Linked DNA regions of Muntiacus reevesi: region 1 is linked to region 2. Evidence: chromatin contacts called from public Hi-C data. All regions are on one chromosome and are shown on one strand. The core of a region is the stretch at or near the end of the contact, and the rest is flanking DNA. Distances in the headings are between cores, read along the strand shown.

Region 1 (2,700 bases), core at 135-2,634, 630 kb before region 2:
TCCAGGGGCAGGGAGGTGAGGTTCAGACTCAACACCAACAGGTACCACTCCTTCTTAATTATCCTCTGGCCTTTCATCTAAGGTCCGTCTTTTTCTCTTTCAAACTGCCCAGTTCACACCAAGTGGGGCATTTTTATCCTCTTCGGGTTCCAGTCTTCTTTTTTTAAAAATTAATTATCTAGCATTTATAGTCATTTACAGTCACATATGCAATAGCTTAATGTGAATGAAACATGTTCTGGATGGTTCATCTGGGTTTGTTTACAGACATTTTTGTCTGGCTTGTGAAGTTACTGCGGTCAGATTTATACCTGCTACCACCACTACTGCTCTGTCCGTTTGCTTTCTCCATTTACTTCCTGGACTCCAAGGCCTCCCATCTCCCCCCCCCCCCCCCCCAGTTCAAACTTTACCTCTTCTATGAGGTTTGCCCTCACTCCATCTGTCTTGAGGAACGTTTCTGTCTATTAGAGCACTTAATGCACCACTCAACAAACAGCACATATTATACCATCTGGCCAAACGTGTCCCTGTGTCCATAACTGTATTCTTACACGTTTAATGCATCCTTGTCTCCTCTGCCAGATTTCTGGAGTTTGGCTAGCCTAGACCCAGGGGCACAAGGCCTGACACCAGGAAATGAAGGAATGATGAGTCCCAATAGAGGTGGGAAGCTCTGAGTCCTAATCCTGACACAGCAGGTGTCCACCACTAGGTGGGAGTGGTGACCAAGCATCTTCCGGTCTCTGTGCCTCAGGTTTGGTATCTTTTAAATGGAGATGTTACCTGCTTTGCTTGAGAAAACATAACATGACCCTGGGCTAGCAATAGAAGAACCCTGGTTTCCACTGTCACCTTCTCAGAATAGCAGAATTACTTTTCTAAATTACTATAAATTACTTTTTATAATTTTTATAATAATTTTAATTAATTTAATATTATTAAATATTAATAATTATTTGTTTTAATTAATTTATTATAATATTATTTATAATATTTTTACAAATATAGCAGAATTACTATAAATTACATTTGGGGACTTCATTATTCCTACATATAAAAAATTAAACTACCTTTAAGTTTCTTAGAGTGTGGTCTCCAGGGTTCCTGGAATCCTTTCAGGGGACCAACAAGGTCAAAACTATTTACATACCAGTATTCATAGCTATGAGCTTCCCCGGTAGCTCAGCTGGTAAACAGTCCGCCTGCAATGCAGGAATCCCCGGTTCGATTCCTGGGTTGGGAAGATCTCCTGGAGAAGGGAATGGCTACACCACTCCAGTATTCTTGCCTGGAGAATCCTATTGACAGAGAAGCCTGGCGGGCTACAGTCCATGGTATCTGCAGAGTCGGACACGGCTGAGCACAGCACAGCCGTCATAGCTATTTCTCTTCATTCTCTCTTGTGAGTGTCCAATATAGGTATTCTAAGGATAACTTGTAATGGATTTCTTACTGTTTTGAAATGAATTAATATATTTTTTCCCGTTTTCTTAAAAAGGAAATACATATGTATAAGCGTGTATATGTACACATCCATCCTACACAAACAAAAGTTCTTAAATGTCCTTAAGTAATTTTTAAGTGTAAAGGGGTCCCGAGACCAAAAAATTTGAGAACCGTTGAACCAGATTCCTAGCTCGTCATTCATTCACTCAACAAATAACTGTTCCTCCCGAGGCTGCAGTTCTTAACGAAGGCGATGATCAAGAAATAGGCCCCGCTCCCAGGGCGTTTACATTTGAGAAGGACGGCAAACGAACATATCAACAAGACAGCTTCTAAAAGCGGTGTCATGAAGACATAAAACAGGACACGTGTTTCCTGCGCAGTGGAACCCTCCACCGCGCAGGGTCGGCCCGGGGTCTCTCAGCCCGCTGAGCTGGCCGGGCGTTGGGGACGTGAGTACCGGGAACCAGGACTCCGGGAAGCCGCTGGTGCCGGCGTGTGGTGACGTCACTGGGCCGCGCCAGCCAATCGCGGGCGCCGCCCCGTCCTAGACCCCCGCGGCGGCCCGCGGCCTGCGGGCGGCGCTGTGGCCCGTCGGGCGGCCCCACGGAGCCGCCATAGCCGCCCACCTCCCACGACCCAACGTCTCCGCCGCCGGCCCCGCGCCGCCGCTATGGCCGACGTGGAAGACGGTGAGGAACCCTGCGCCCTGTCGTCTCACTCGGGGAGCTCAGGATCCAAGTCGGGCGGCGACAAAATGTTCTCTCTCAAGAAGTGGAACGCTGTGGCCATGTGGAGCTGGGACGTGGAGTGCGATACGTGCGCCATCTGCAGGGTCCAGGTGATGGGTAAGCGCAGCACGCGAGGCCCCGGCTGTGCTGCGGCCTCCGCAGGCCGGGCTCCGGGCGTGGGGGGAAGGACCAAGCCTCCGAGAGACCGTTCCTGGAGGAGTGGGGGCGGGATCGCCCTGCCCTGGCGCCGGGAGACCGCGGGCCACGCCCGAGCTGCTGGTGATCCGAGGGCTGCGGCCGCTGCCAGGGGCCGAGGGGTCGTTCAGCAGACGACCTGTGCCGGGGACGGGTATTCTGGGAGAAAAGGGGGTGGCCGGAAGGACAATTGAACAAGGTCATTTCCAGTAGTGATCGGTGTGATCACAATAAAAGTAGGTGATTTAATGGGAGCTGGGAGGAACCACTTCGGTTTGTGTGGCCAGCGACGGCACCCTTTGCCGAAAACAAACCACACAGACGT
Region 2 (3,025 bases), core at 514-3,013:
TGGATTATTTCCCCTCATATTAAACAATGCTATCATCACAACTAAGTCAATTAGCTATACAAATTATAAAAATAATTTTTCCCCTGTAAAATGTAAAATGGACAAGAGATCTACCAAAACCATTAAATAAACACAAGCAACAAACACTAGCCCCAGATTCTAGTTTATCTAATATACTATTGTCGTTCAGTTGCTAAGTCGTGTCGGAGTCTTTGCCCATCTATTGCAGCACTCCAGGCTTTCCTGTCCTTCACTATCTCCCGGAGTTTGTTGGCTTAATATTTTTTGCCACAGTTCCAATACATGAACTACATTTTTGAGGCGTGCACATAAACTCTGCTCTGGGGTCATTATATACCGAATAAGACGATTACAAGTATTAGTGCTCTTATAATCTGCTCCTCTTTCCGTTCTCCCTACTTCTCTCCCTTTCCCCCCCTTTCTCTAACACTAACACACACACATACACGCACGCACATACACGCACAATGAAGCCTTCAAATAAGTGCCCTGGTCCCGTCCAAATGTATTTTTATTTCTTTCGGAACGGGGGGTTGGTACGGTTCTTGGGGTAATAGAAAAAATGTACCGAAAGGCATCATAAATATGAACCATCAGCCACGTCAGAAAGTCTAGGCGTTGGGGGTAGGGCGGGATGCAGCTCGAGATAAGGAAAAGTAAACAGGGGTATTCAACGGCTGAGGCCGTTAGTAATTTTCGTAGGTTGGTCTGCTGGCTCTGGTGGGGACCCGGGGGAGGCCCTAAGAGAACACCCACTCCTCTTCGAAACGTCCAGAAAGAAAAACGAAACCTGCAACTTCCTGGGAAGGAAGGCGAAGCACTCCGGAGAGCGTCGCTCCCCCGGACTTGATGTCGGAGTCACGCAGGCCCTGCCCCGGCAGGAGCTGTCAGAACCGTCGCATCCCCGCGGCTCTGCCCACAGGAGGGCGACCTGCGCGTTCGCTCCCACTCAGATCACCAGGGTGTCCTTAAATGTCCTGCTCCCCTCCCTTCGGCGCTCAGCCAGCTGACGACGAGCAGCAGGAGGCGGCTGGGATCCCAGGTCCCAGGGCGGAGAGAGGGCCGCCGAGCCCCGGGTCCTCCGCCTTCTCAGCCGCTGACCCCGTGCTCACCCACCTGATGCTCCTTCACCACTTCGCTGAGGCAGGGATATCGCTCCGAGATCCATCGGTAAAACTTGGGGACTCCCATTTCGGCCGTCAATATTAACTCCAGGCAGGGCCAAACCGAAACCAAACGCCCCGCCGGGGCCTACGCAGCCGCCTCCGGCCGTCGCTCCGCGGATGACAACACACCGCCCGCCTGACCATAGAGAGCGGCCGCCGGGCCTAGAGCGGCCGGCTCCGAGGCCGCATCCCCGGGGCGGGGCTCTAGTCCCGGCCGAAAGGCTCGACGCAGAGCTTCCTGGTGGGTTACTCGGCTGAAACCCAAAGCGCGTTTGAATACGCGTGCGAAATTCAGTCATGAGACTGTCCGTTGATGGAGCCGTGCGCTATCAGTGGATTTGGAAATGGTGTGGAAATCCCATGAGACGACTGTAAGAATCCTGGCTCTTTCCGTCTCTTACAAATCTCAGTGGTTTTCAACATGCATTTGTAAAGGTCCGATGATTTATTTGGTTTACTTTGTGAGCGGAAATTTTTCGAGATTACAACAGTTTCTTTTCAAAACTTTCTTTTTTCAAATTACTTGCTTAAAATAATTTCCTAATACCCCTCCATCCAGCTTACTCTACAACTCTTTCCATTATACTTTCCTTGAATAGGAAAGTGTATGTTTAGTTTTGACATTTATACCTCTTGGGTTACCCCCGTCACACTTAAACTATACAAAAGGCAGAATTTTGTAAGGTGAACTTAAGTGAAATTACCTGTTATGAAAAGTTTTCCATTTATTTCTGTATAATCTCATTGCTTTGTAATTACCATGAGTTATTTTACATCTTCTGTAATAAAACATACCCCCAAATTTATTATTAAAATTGCTTAGATTTTAAAACCTGTGAAATGTTAAGTACTGCTTTTCCCCCAAACTATAGGATTCTGCATTCTGGTGCACTTTTAGTACGGTAGTATCTTTAAAATTACAGATTGTTTTCATATTCATGCTAATTGACTAACTTTTCTCTCCCTATCATATTTTAGACCATACCAAAAAATAAAAAGGAGTTTTACTAAGTGAACTTAATAATGTGCTATTTATGTTTACATCTCTCTTACTAGGCAATTCCCAGAGGGCAGGGCAAGTATTGTTAGCTAGCTCTGTGCACAAATATAGCACAGTGTTAACATAAAGAGTATTTATTCAATGTAATTTTTTGTTCAAATGAATCCTTACGCTAGCACTTATAATCAGTGAAAATTGTGAAATGAAATTAGGCTGGCTTGTTTTTTGCAAATATCTTTTTAGAGCATAAAAACATACAATATTCCATTTCTCCAGTTATAATACACAGTATATATTAAGAAAACAGTTTATTTTGTAACAACATATATTATTTTAAATATTATTAACAATCAGGGAGAAATATCAGTTACTCTGAGAATATAAACATATGTTGTACTTTGGAATTGAATAGATACAACCACAGATTAACACACCAAATGCATTAAATTTAGATTATTAACATATTCTTTAAAGTAATTCCATTTTACATATATGGGGTCCAACCGAGGTACATCTGGCATAGCAAATTTTCATCAGTAGCTTCTTGTATAAGGTAATGCACGTGTCCTTCGATAGATAATGGCAGCCCTGTCACTCTATTTCGGGTCTTGATTACACCTTGCAGTCGCTGCTCGATGTCAAGAACATGAGTCTTGGCCTAAAAGGAAATGGAAGATCATAAGAACGAAGGACCCAATGACATGTGGATATATGTTTATAAACTGGAATTACTGACTTTCTGTTATTTAACAAATATTAATGCCATTTTACTGACCTTTACTGCTTTTATAAGAGCAAATAAGACAAAAGAGAGAAGAAACAAATATGATAACTCGAG

The links. Hi-C and Micro-C count contacts between places; a contact is called where the count stands out from the background.
Region 1: a Hi-C map of muscle shows a contact between it and region 2, with 6 times the contacts expected there. The contact joins the promoter of RNF7 here to the promoter of XRN1 in region 2. A contact is called at or near these places in 2 of 3 Hi-C or Micro-C datasets (blood and muscle).

What each region holds. Positions count from the first base shown.
Region 1 is chr8:7,513,824-7,516,523 of mMunRee1.1, reverse strand. It overlaps RNF7 (ring finger protein 7), which reads left to right and starts at 1,384. Exons shown (of 3, transcript XM_065942934.1): 1 at 1,384-2,290. The coding sequence starts at 2,123.
Region 2 is chr8:6,882,957-6,885,981 of mMunRee1.1, reverse strand. It overlaps XRN1 (5'-3' exoribonuclease 1), which reads right to left and starts at 1,763. Exons shown (of 43, transcript XM_065942915.1): 1 at 1,138-1,763. The coding sequence starts at 1,212. ATR (ATR serine/threonine kinase) reads right to left here. Exons shown (of 46, transcript XM_065942910.1): 46 at 2,151-2,845. The coding sequence ends at 2,672.